Regions from separate parts of the Sus scrofa genome. Here regions 2 and 3 are each linked to region 1. The links are chromatin contacts, called in public HiChIP or PLAC-seq maps. All regions are on one chromosome and are shown on one strand. The core of a region is the stretch at or near the end of the contact, and the rest is flanking DNA. Distances in the headings are between cores, read along the strand shown. Region 1 overlaps GNA13 (guanine nucleotide-binding protein subunit alpha-13). Region 2 overlaps RGS9 (regulator of G-protein signaling 9). Region 3 has its middle 8.0 kb from the start of RGS9.

Region 1 (3,335 bases), core at 586-3,085:
ACTTTCCTCAGTATGTTTTATGCTACTGAAGGGAATAAAATTTCAAAGAAAAGCTATTTCACACTTAGGACTTTAAAAATTTAAGATGTCTTACGTTATCCCTTAGTTCTTTCTTCTTTGTTTGAAATACTGAGACCACCCTCTAGGTAATGTATTGTAGTAAGCCTGAATGGTACAAAGCAGCACGGCACTCTGAAAATCTTGCAGTATTTCTTTAGCCTTTGGCTATCTGGGTTTGCCAAAAAAATGGCAGAGCAGCCAGCGGATCTAGGTTCTAGTTCTAGTCACAAGATTTGCTCTGCTATCAACAAAGCCAGGGAACCTGGTGAATTTAACTCAAGAATAAAATAAAATGATAGATGAAATGAATTAGCTCCAGTGTTCCTTTGAATTCAAAAATGCTATTAGCTCTATGAACCATATTTTGTGTCAGCTTCACTAAGCTGTGTCTCAACTAGGAATGGCCTCAATGTTGTCCCCATTTACAAGAGTCTTGTGTTATAGAGATTCTTTGCTTGCAGAGACAAAATGGGTGGGGGCCCTGAGTTTGAAGTTAGTAGAAAAACTGAGAACACAAATTAGAAAGTAACTTCTATTAAGCAAATGTGTGGTTACAGGGAGACCTGGCAGTTTATTTGCCCAGTTACCAAACAACTGGCAGATTTATTCAACATTCTCTTCTGAATGGCTAAAGTATATACAGAACAGAATTTAGGATGTACTAGTTTAAAAGGATGTGGCATTTAAGCTAGATGGCCAAAAGACACACTAGAAGAAATCACCTGCTTTTTTAGAAGAACATACCCAAACACTGGCAGCTTTATAGCAACAGGAAGGGGACAACTCTACTTACTCAACAGAGGTACAATCGAGTAGAGGTGTTAGCCTCAAAGTCTTATCTAAATTTTTAAAGTCTGTAGTGATAAGGATCAAATACAGATGTTTAAAAAGCAGGGCATACACATTCTAGAAAGCAACTTGGCAATATGTAACAGGAGCTTTAAAAATGATCCACCTCACAGAACTACAGGAGAAGCACAGGCAAGTACCACAGCGGTAGTGCATCACATCGTGGCCGAAGGAAAGGTTAGGTGAGAGCCGCTGGATTCTTTCTTTTACGTATTTTACACACTTGAGACCAAGCGTCGGCCAAAGGTGACCAGCAGGCCAAACACAGCCCTCTGCCCATCTTGTGTGGCCCATGAAGCTGCACTGGAGCAGAGCTGTGCTCATCTGTTTATGTGCCTTCTGTCTATGGCTGCCTCCCGGCCACAGCAGCCAGGAGAGCAGGCATCACGGTGCATGTGGCGCTCTCTTCTCTTTGCAACCACAAACTGCCCAGACACAGTTAAAACTTGAAAATGTTTCAAGTGTCATCAGTACTGCAATACCATGCCTTTTTTTTTTTTTTAATTACTAGTGCCCATCCACCAAAACAAGAAGCAAAAAAGAGAACTTTTATGTGTTGCGCTTTCAAGGCACAGCAGAATGTGGATGATTCTGACATCAAACGAGGTGGCAAAGCACTGTGTTTATCATGCAATGACCCTACAGCTGTACTAAAAGTATATGTGTACATCAACACCACCAGACTAAGCACTCTGCAAAATAATCCCAGCTTACAGAAAAGCAAGTCAGAAAAGTTACACAATTTTAAATAGAATAGTTCATCACAGAATTTCTTCACAAAAGGAAAAAATGAAAACGAGACTGCAACTGCTAGCCAACAAGTTTCCAAGAGCTTCTTATTTGTTAGCCAAGCAAGGACTACCAGGGACTGCTCAGTAGTTGTTTACTTAAGGGATCAATGCCAAGTGTGCAGAGACTAAAGAATTAGCCTGTATGAACAGTTTGTGTGGAAGAACTACAGATGAGAACATTTTCAAAGAAGCTGAGAAAACACTCTATTAGTACAACTTGAATTGGAATATGCTAATGTGAATTACAACTGATGGTGGTAAAAATATGTGAGGAACAGAAAAGGGACACATTTACAAAGATTGTGAAAACGATCACACTATGTATTACTCACCAGTAGCAACTGCAGGAAATATATGAATCCACAGTGTGTTACTGAACCAGTACTGTTCAGGGTGAATTTAATTCACTCTCATGGGCTTGAGCATCATCGGTTCCATGAATTTTTGTCAGAAACAGAACTGAACAGGCTGTCTTGTCCTATTACACAGCTTGATGGCTTAACAGAGATATATTCTTACTGAGATTTTTTTAAACTAATGGATGAAACTGAATTTTTTCCAAACAAGAACCACCTTCAACTACTAACACAGAACACTGAAGGGCATTTCAAAATCAGTTGTAGGGAAGACTTCATTACATTTCTTAATAAATTCAACCCCAAACAAGGCAAAACAGTTTTTTTGCAAACCTTACACCATGGTAAAATCATTTTGACAACGAGAATTATCTGAATCATAAGCAATGTTCAGCTGCTTTATACACTTTCTTTGCTGTCCGAAGTTGAAACAGTGGGCCTCCATTTTCACTCAAAATTTGCGGCAGCTATCTACTTCTAAAATCAAACTAGTGCTCAGCAACATCTTTCAGACCATCATGCAAGTGCAAAAAAAAAAGGTCCATACTTAAATCCATTTAACTGTGCAATCAGGAGCTTCCACCTAACCTTCGATTGGAAATGGTATACCTGCAATGCAAATAAATGACATGCCAAGAGGCAAACGTCTACAAGAATCTAATGGAATTCTACAAATGTCTTCCAAGCAATGTCTACGTTCAATTAAAATCACATGCTCATTTGGCATATGCAAAGTGTGTGAAAAATCTCACCAAAAACTATCATTAACGGGTGAATATTTGCAACTGATTTTGCTAACAGGGAACATTAAAACTTTGAACCCCACTTAAGCAAAACGTTACCCCCTTCTAAATTCTTCCCCTTAATAAACCTAAATTCCCCTTAGTAAACCTAAATTCTTCCCCTTAGTAAACCTGTGTACTACAATACACTGTATACAATTTTATTATTACATTTTGAATTTCATCAATTAAAAAAAACTATGGAAATTTGAATATTCTTTTGTTGCATAAATACCTAGGAAACGCCCTTGACTTTTGTCTCTTGGCATAAGAAGTCTGAAATATCACACTACCGAGCCCTCTGCAGAAACAATTTTCTGACTCCTGTTCTAGATCAATGGTTCTTAACCTTGGCAGTGCACCTTACATGCGTGTTAAAAATAAGGATTCCCAGACCCAGCACGAATCTACTAAATCAAAATTTTAACAAGATCCAAGAGAAGTAATTCTAATGTAGCCAGCCCCAGCATCAGTTCAGCTCCTTCTAAATTAGATTT
Region 2 (3,335 bases), core at 298-2,797, 110 kb after region 1:
TTGGAGGCAGAGAGAGGAAGGTACACAGGGATTTCAACCTCCCTGCCTGGTCCATCACCAGCTGGTGAGAACAGCGCTGTTTACTCTGGTGGCCGGTGAAAGGTAGAAATATGGCTTAAGCACCGTGCTTGGCAGAGCCCTCAGCCTGGAGCCTTCTGTGAGTGACAGCCCCACTCCCACCAACTGGGCACAAACAGCGTTCTTCCTGTGGCTCCTTTGTGACCAGTCGTGGCTGGAGTTGGGGTGGCGCTCAGAGGGTGGCCTGTGGACAATGCCCCGAGGGTCAGGGCTCGAGGAAGACCCACAGCAGCAGTGTTGTCAGCGTCTCTGTTTCGTAGCTGAGGAGGCAGGTGGAAGGTGTAGGCAGCTCCTCCAGGACACACGTCTCGGGACTGGGAAAGCCAGGTTTGAACCTCAGCTGCAGGTGCCTGAGCCCGCTCCGTACCCCACTTGTGTGTCCTAATGTCCCTGATTCGGCCTCTGGAAACTGTTGGATGTCACTCAGTTCTCACGGCAGCTTGATAAGAGAAGGCATATCGGTTCCATTTAAAATTTTTATTTGTGTATTTATTTATTTATTCATTCATTCATTCCCAGGCTAGGGGTCGACTCGGAGCTGTAGCCACTGGCCTATACCGTAGCTCATGGTAACGCCGGATCCTTAACCCATTGATCAAGGCCAGGGATCGAACCTGCATCCTCATGGATACTAGTCAGGTTCTTAACTCACTGAGCCACAATGGGAACTCCCCAGTTCTGTGTTTCAGGGGACAAAACGGAAACAGAGAGAGGGAGCCGATGGCCCGGGCTGGGCTGGCCAGGGGTCCCTTAGCTTCTCCTTTACACACCTCCCCTCCCAGACCGCGTCCTCGGCTCTTGCACTCCGTGCTCGTGCTCGATTTCCTGGCAGGGGACATGTCCTCACATGCCCAGCAGGCCCCACACATGGCGTTATGTCTTTGTTGTCCTAAAAAAAACCCTGACTACGGCTTTTGGGACCCGCAGCCCTGCATTTTCAAGTTGCCCTGAGCTCTGGAAGCCGTGGGGTCAGTCCCACCTCCACCTGATCAGGAAGGAGGACGTGGCAGGACAGAGACTTACTTTGATGACCACAGCCCGGAATTCTTGTCTCCGTGGACAGCCGCCCCCCCCCCCCCCCCCCCCGCCGCCACACAACCCCCGCTTTTCCTGTCAGCTCTCTGCACTGACCACTCAGCACGCAATTTCCGGGTCTCTGGCTTTTGACCCCCTCTCTGCTCCCAGCCCCAGTTCCTCGTGGTCCTCCCCGCCTTGCCTTTCACCCTGGGGCTGGCCCGGCCCTTGCCTGCGCATCCGCAGAGGTTCCTGGCCACCCGTTCTCAGGGCCCCTCCTTGCTCCTCTCCTGGGCTCCCGCGCTCCTGTCCGTAGTAACCCCTGGGGTCTCACAGGGCACAGCCCTGACCCCCTCGTGCCCTGTAACAATTGCCTGCAGCCTGCATCCGGGGCTCAGGGCTGGCCAGCTGGTCACCACAGAGCTGTGCAAACAAGCGCTGGATGTGTCCCTATTTGGGCAACGCTGCAAGTGAAAAATAATAAGTTAGAATCCCAGGAATGCAGAGTATTTGAAGATCCCTTAGGGAGAGTGCTCCTTCTGCAGCAAAGTGTGTCACTGGGGCGAAGGACAAGGAAGTGACTTTCCTCCAGGAGCGCCAAGCGCTGAGAAAGTTGGGGCTTGTGCGTGAAAGCTAGGGCGAAAGGAAGGTTTCTTTCTCATTTCAGCATTCCTCGAGTTGCTTAGAAATGTGCGTGGGCATGTTTTTAGTAACTTTGCTTTACTGTTTCTTAGGGCTTTTGGCTGAGTAATAAGATTATCAAGAGTCGGTCTGTGAGATCTAACAAATACAATACAGGGTGCCCTGTTAAATTTAAATTTCAGATAACAGGGAATCAATCTTGTTGGTATGAATATGTCCCCAGTGTTGCACAGGCATCCTGTATTTTTTCTTGCAACTGGGCTGAAGCATCTTCTCAGCAGCATATGAACCTTCATCCATAGCCAGGGTGCACTGGGTCCCTGCTCTATGCCAGTCTTTTAGGTCCTGTTATGTCACTCAGTCCCCCCATTTTCTATTTCATTTTACAAGTGAGAAAACACAAGCTCTGAGATACTAAATAACTCATCCAAAGTCCTGTGGCCTATAAGTGACAAAACCACAATTTTGACCTTTCTGACCCCAAAATCAGAAAAAAAAAATACTTTTTTTTTTTTTTGGTCACGCCCAGGGCATATGGAAGATCCCTGGCCAGGCCAGGGATAGAATTCAAGCTGCAGCTGCGACTGTGCCACAGCTTTGGTAACTCCGGATCCTTTAACCCACTGAGCAAGGCCGGGGATTTGAACCTACATCTCTGCAGTGACCCGAGCCCCTGCACTCGGGTTCTTAACCCACTGTACCACAGCAGGAACTCCTCAATACTCTTTCCTAAAACTACCCTGACTCCATCACATTCTCTCTCTGTCTTTCAGAAAAGCCCAGAACCCTCTCCCCCACTGCCCAGATACACATACACGCACACTCCTAAAAGGACAGAGACACCCTGTTTGTCAGTCTATGGGAAGCAGGTCTCATGAACAGCCATTTTTAAAGCTAGAAATAAATGCTAAAATCCATGTGGACAATCCAGGATGCTCTAGGGCAAGCTCCTAGACCCAACCCAATCCGCTGCAGCCTGATTCCCAGAAGGCAGCTGATAATTTTGAAAATCAGAAAACCAACTCAGAGCTCTAGAAAGATAATAAAGTCAAGAAGTGAAATAAAACATAAAACGTAAAAAAAACCTGAAGCCTGAGTTCATGGCCCCAGAAATAAACATCTCAGGTCAAAGTCAGACCACACCAGACAGACCTGCAGTGAGTGTGCGGGCGGCTGGTTTGCAAGGACAGCGCCCCGTGGAGCCCAGAGCAGGTGCGACAGACTGAGAGGCTGTTTGTCCGCTTAGGATCCCCCTAGTTGGAGAGCACTGGTCCACAGGAATTTTCGTCTGGGGGCCTGGGCGCTTGGAAGGAGGGTGTCTATGGAGCCGCCCGCTGGGCACAGGCCCAGGGCAATTGCAGCCTTTGCCCTCAGTAGTGTTTCCCCCGCTGAGCTTTGTGGAGATATTATGGGCATACGGCATAGGCAAGTTCAAGGTGCACAGTGTAGGATCAGATGCTGGCATATATCCCCCAATGATCGCCACTAATACAATTAGCTAACCCTCTCCCCACGTAATTTAAGTTTTGTGGCAACAACAGTTAAGATCTCCTCTTTTTTTTTTTTTTTTTTTGTCTTTCTGTCTTTTGTTGTTGTTGTTG
Region 3 (3,335 bases), core at 510-3,009, 65 kb after region 1:
GTGAGGGCAAGTTTCAGGTAAATGTTACCTCCTGCATACATACGTGCTGAAGTGACTCTTAACTACATTCTGTTTCTAGGAGGAAATATCAGTCATTTTACTCAAGTTGGTCTTTAACAAATTGCCTAGGTTTGTCATTAAGAAGCCCTGAATCGTAGAAGTTCCATTTGGAACAATTCATATTTTTCCCATTTAATTCTTCCTTCCTTCCTCCCTCTCTCCCTTTCTTTCTTCCACACCTGAAGCATGTGGAAGTGCCTAGCGAATCAAACCCGAGCCACAGCAGTGACAGTGCCAAATTCTTAAACGCTAGGCCACCAGGGAACTCCTCCATTTAGTTATTTCTATTGTTTAATAAATAATATATTGATAACATTTGCTCAATAATATTACGATCTTGTCCACTGTCCATGATGTGTGTGGGAGGAAGGGCAAGGAGGGGTCACTTCCTTTTCCAAATGTTAGTAGATGTAGTACTTCATTATTTATGGACCATTTTCTAGAACATCTGTAAAACTGAAACCATCCTTACTGAAATTCAGTCAGATGATTTTCAAAAAGCAGTTCTGAGATGTCTTTTGAGAAGTGAGAGTGCCTCTTGAACAGGACTGTGCTCAGGTGAAGGATTTCTTTATGTCAGCATCTCCCAAAAATATGTTCTGGGAAAAACCACATTGGGGAGATATTAATAGGGTGTTACTCAAGGCTCTGTGGTCAAATGCTTGAGAAACACCAGGCTAACCAAAGTGACGCGAGTTCCATTATTGCGGAGTTTCTCAGAACAATTTAATACTCTATTATTATTTGTGCTAAGAGACTATGGTTCAAATCCTAAATTTATTTGTCCATCTTTTATTTTCCCCTCAGGAACACATTATGGTAAAAGCTTATTTATTTTATTTATTGTCTGTTTTTTAGGGCCATGTTTATTTATTTATTTACCTATTTGTTGTCTTTTTTTTAGAGCTGCACTGGTGGCATATGGAGGTTCCCAGGCTAGGGGTCTAATCAGAGCTGTAGCTGCCGGCCTACACCGCAGCCACAGCAATGCAAAATCTTCTTTAAATACTCCCCAATCTTTGTGTGTGTGTGTGTGTGTGTGACACCCGCAGCATTTGGAGGTACCTGGGCAAGGGATGGAAGCTGAGCCACAGCCCTGACAATGCTGAGTCCTTAACCACTAGGCCACCAGGGAACTCCTGCCCCAACATGATCTTATAGAGAAGATAAATCTGGTTCATTAAACATACTAAGATCACACACAATAGGAAAGGATCACATACAGTAGGACAGGATGGCAGATACCATCCCCATTTTAAAACTGAGCGCACTCCAGGTCAAAAAGTTCAGGTAGTGAGTGCCTGTGCCAAGCTGCTGCCCTGGAAGAGAAAGAACCCCGGCCAGTATTCTGCAAGTAATCTAGTCGCCAGAGTCCCACTTCCCCTTCCTCTCCCACGGAGAGGGCATTCTGATACCCCATTCCGTCTTCCTTCCAAACTGCACTCTGCATGTTCCCCCGGAACCCTGTTCTTACAGGGCCACCGCGCTGTTTGCCCTGACTCCTCTCTCCCCAGTCTAGCCACAGTTAAATACTAAGACACGTTGTTTCAGTTACTTGACTGTTTTTTTTTTTTTTAATATTTTATTTTATTTTTGGCTGTGCCCAAAGCATACTGAATTTCTCGGTCAGCGATGGAACCTGCGCCATAGCAGTGACATGGCCAGATCTTTAACCCACTGTGCCACCAGCTAACTCCACTTGACTGTTTCTTAAACGGGCCGTTCTCGCAGATACACGAAAACAAGCCCTAAATGACATATTTTTAGGTTGGGGTTTCACCGTTATTTTCTCCGAGCCAATGGGCCTCAATCAGTTACAAAAAAATAAGTCCACAGCTCTGAGTATTCGAGGAGCTGATCCCCAGTCAGCACTTGGAGGAAAGGGGCCCCGGCGCCGTGGCCTTAAGGCGGCCCCCTCTGTGAATCCTCGCTCCCGGCCCCCCAGTTCTGGTGCCCGCGCCCCGCACCTAGCGACCCCCACCTGAGCCCCTCGCAGGAGACACACCCTCCCACCAACGCCCGCAAACTCGCCGCCTTGGGGCGGGTGGGGGCGGAGCCGGAAGTGGGCCGCCGGCGGAAGTCCTCCTCCCGGGAGCCTGCTCTTCCTCTCTAGGAGTTTGGAGGCATCCGCACCTCTATGGCCTGGGCCTGGGGTGGCCACCCTGCGTGAGGGGCCTTTGGGGCTCTAGAGGTGGATAGCAGCTCGCTGCCTTTGGGACGCTTTCCTGCCCTTTTATTCGCGAGTGCACCTGGCAGCGCTACTGGTAGGGAGTCGGAAATTGCCCTCATCACTCTTATAAATAATGGAGCTACAGGAGCACAATAGAGTCCCCCAAACCAGTTTTCTAGCCGTTTTGTACTAGAGTAGGCGCACATTTTTTTATTGACACGAAATCCAGCTTGGATGCAGTAACACAACTGAAATGACCTTAAATAATAATACTTAAAAAAAAAAAAGATTTTATGTTTAGAGTACCTTCTCCTCCCCACCCCCACCCAGGCAGAGCCCTCTTGTCCCCCTTAATCCTGCAGGGACAGGCGGGTACACCTGTGCTTCCCCTCAACCCCAGGGGCCCCAACTGGCTGTTCAATCAGAGGTTCATGTGAACAGCTTTTTTATGGTACTCTCTTATTCCGGGTTGCTGCTCTAAAAAGAGGAAGGGGAAACTAGGCAAGTACAACTACAGAATCCAGTAAAATTAGAATTGTCTAGGTAGAAAAAGCATAATAAGGGTGTGGGGAAGTTAGTTCATTCCGGGCAAAGGGAACAGAAATATACAGTCCTATTGAAAAACCACCGAGCGATCTATAGCAGAGGCCATTGCACGTGTTTAGGCTCTGACTCGGGAGAAAATTCATCCCAGCGAAATAATCCAAGAGGGAGGAAGAGCTGCATTTCTGAAGCAGTTCTGTAATGGACCCCTTTTGACTTTTACTTGCCCAACATCCAGTTTTCTTTTTTCTGGTTTTTGCATCATGATTTTTCCGTGGGAACCATGGAGCTCTCAGCGCAGGTCTGGGGTGAGCCCAGGCCTGGCTGATGGGAAAATCCCAGCGTGGATTAAGGAGGTGAGATGTGTAGGCAGAGGCCAGGCGGCCTGGGTCTCATTCCTGGCTCCGCGGCTTAAGCTGGGCATGAACTTCAGCTTCTTATTTATCCTCTTTCCTCCTTTGTTGAATCCAGTATTGATAACAGACAACTACTAGGGTTGGCGTGAGCGCTCAGTGAATGGAGCAGGTATATTAACGCCTCTTATGTGAAACCTTTGTTATTT

What was found. HiChIP or PLAC-seq counts read pairs in DNA pulled down with a chosen protein or histone mark.
Region 2: an H3K27ac HiChIP or PLAC-seq map of alveolar macrophages shows a contact between it and region 1. The contact joins two enhancer-like sites. A contact is called at or near these places in 2 of 47 Hi-C or Micro-C datasets (embryonic fibroblasts and epiblast stem cells) and 1 of 2 datasets of contacts at active chromatin or transcription factors (alveolar macrophages).
Region 3: a contact with region 1 is called in an H3K27ac HiChIP or PLAC-seq map of alveolar macrophages. The contact joins two enhancer-like sites. A contact is called at or near these places in 1 of 5 promoter capture datasets (fetal liver) and 1 of 2 datasets of contacts at active chromatin or transcription factors (alveolar macrophages).

What each region holds. Positions count from the first base shown.
Region 1 is chr12:11,940,901-11,944,235 of Sscrofa11.1, forward strand. The region is part of intron 2 of GNA13 (guanine nucleotide-binding protein subunit alpha-13); the gene reads right to left. Among named protein-coding and RNA genes, the nearest start is that of GNA13, 24 kb to the right of the region's middle. Within about 2 kb of position 1,836, at least 18 of the 83 cell types and tissues checked have an H3K27ac peak or open chromatin away from gene starts, as enhancers often do. A contact at or near this core is called in alveolar macrophages, where this site is marked.
Region 2 is chr12:12,049,539-12,052,873 of Sscrofa11.1, forward strand. The region is part of intron 9 of RGS9 (regulator of G-protein signaling 9); the gene reads left to right. Among named protein-coding and RNA genes, the nearest start is that of RGS9, 36 kb to the left of the region's middle. Within about 2 kb of position 1,548, at least 31 of the 83 cell types and tissues checked have an H3K27ac peak or open chromatin away from gene starts, as enhancers often do. A contact at or near this core is called in alveolar macrophages, where this site is marked.
Region 3 is chr12:12,005,677-12,009,011 of Sscrofa11.1, forward strand. No RefSeq gene overlaps it. Among named protein-coding and RNA genes, the nearest start is that of RGS9, 8.0 kb to the right of the region's middle. Within about 2 kb of position 1,760, at least 71 of the 83 cell types and tissues checked have an H3K27ac peak or open chromatin away from gene starts, as enhancers often do. A contact at or near this core is called in alveolar macrophages, where this site is marked.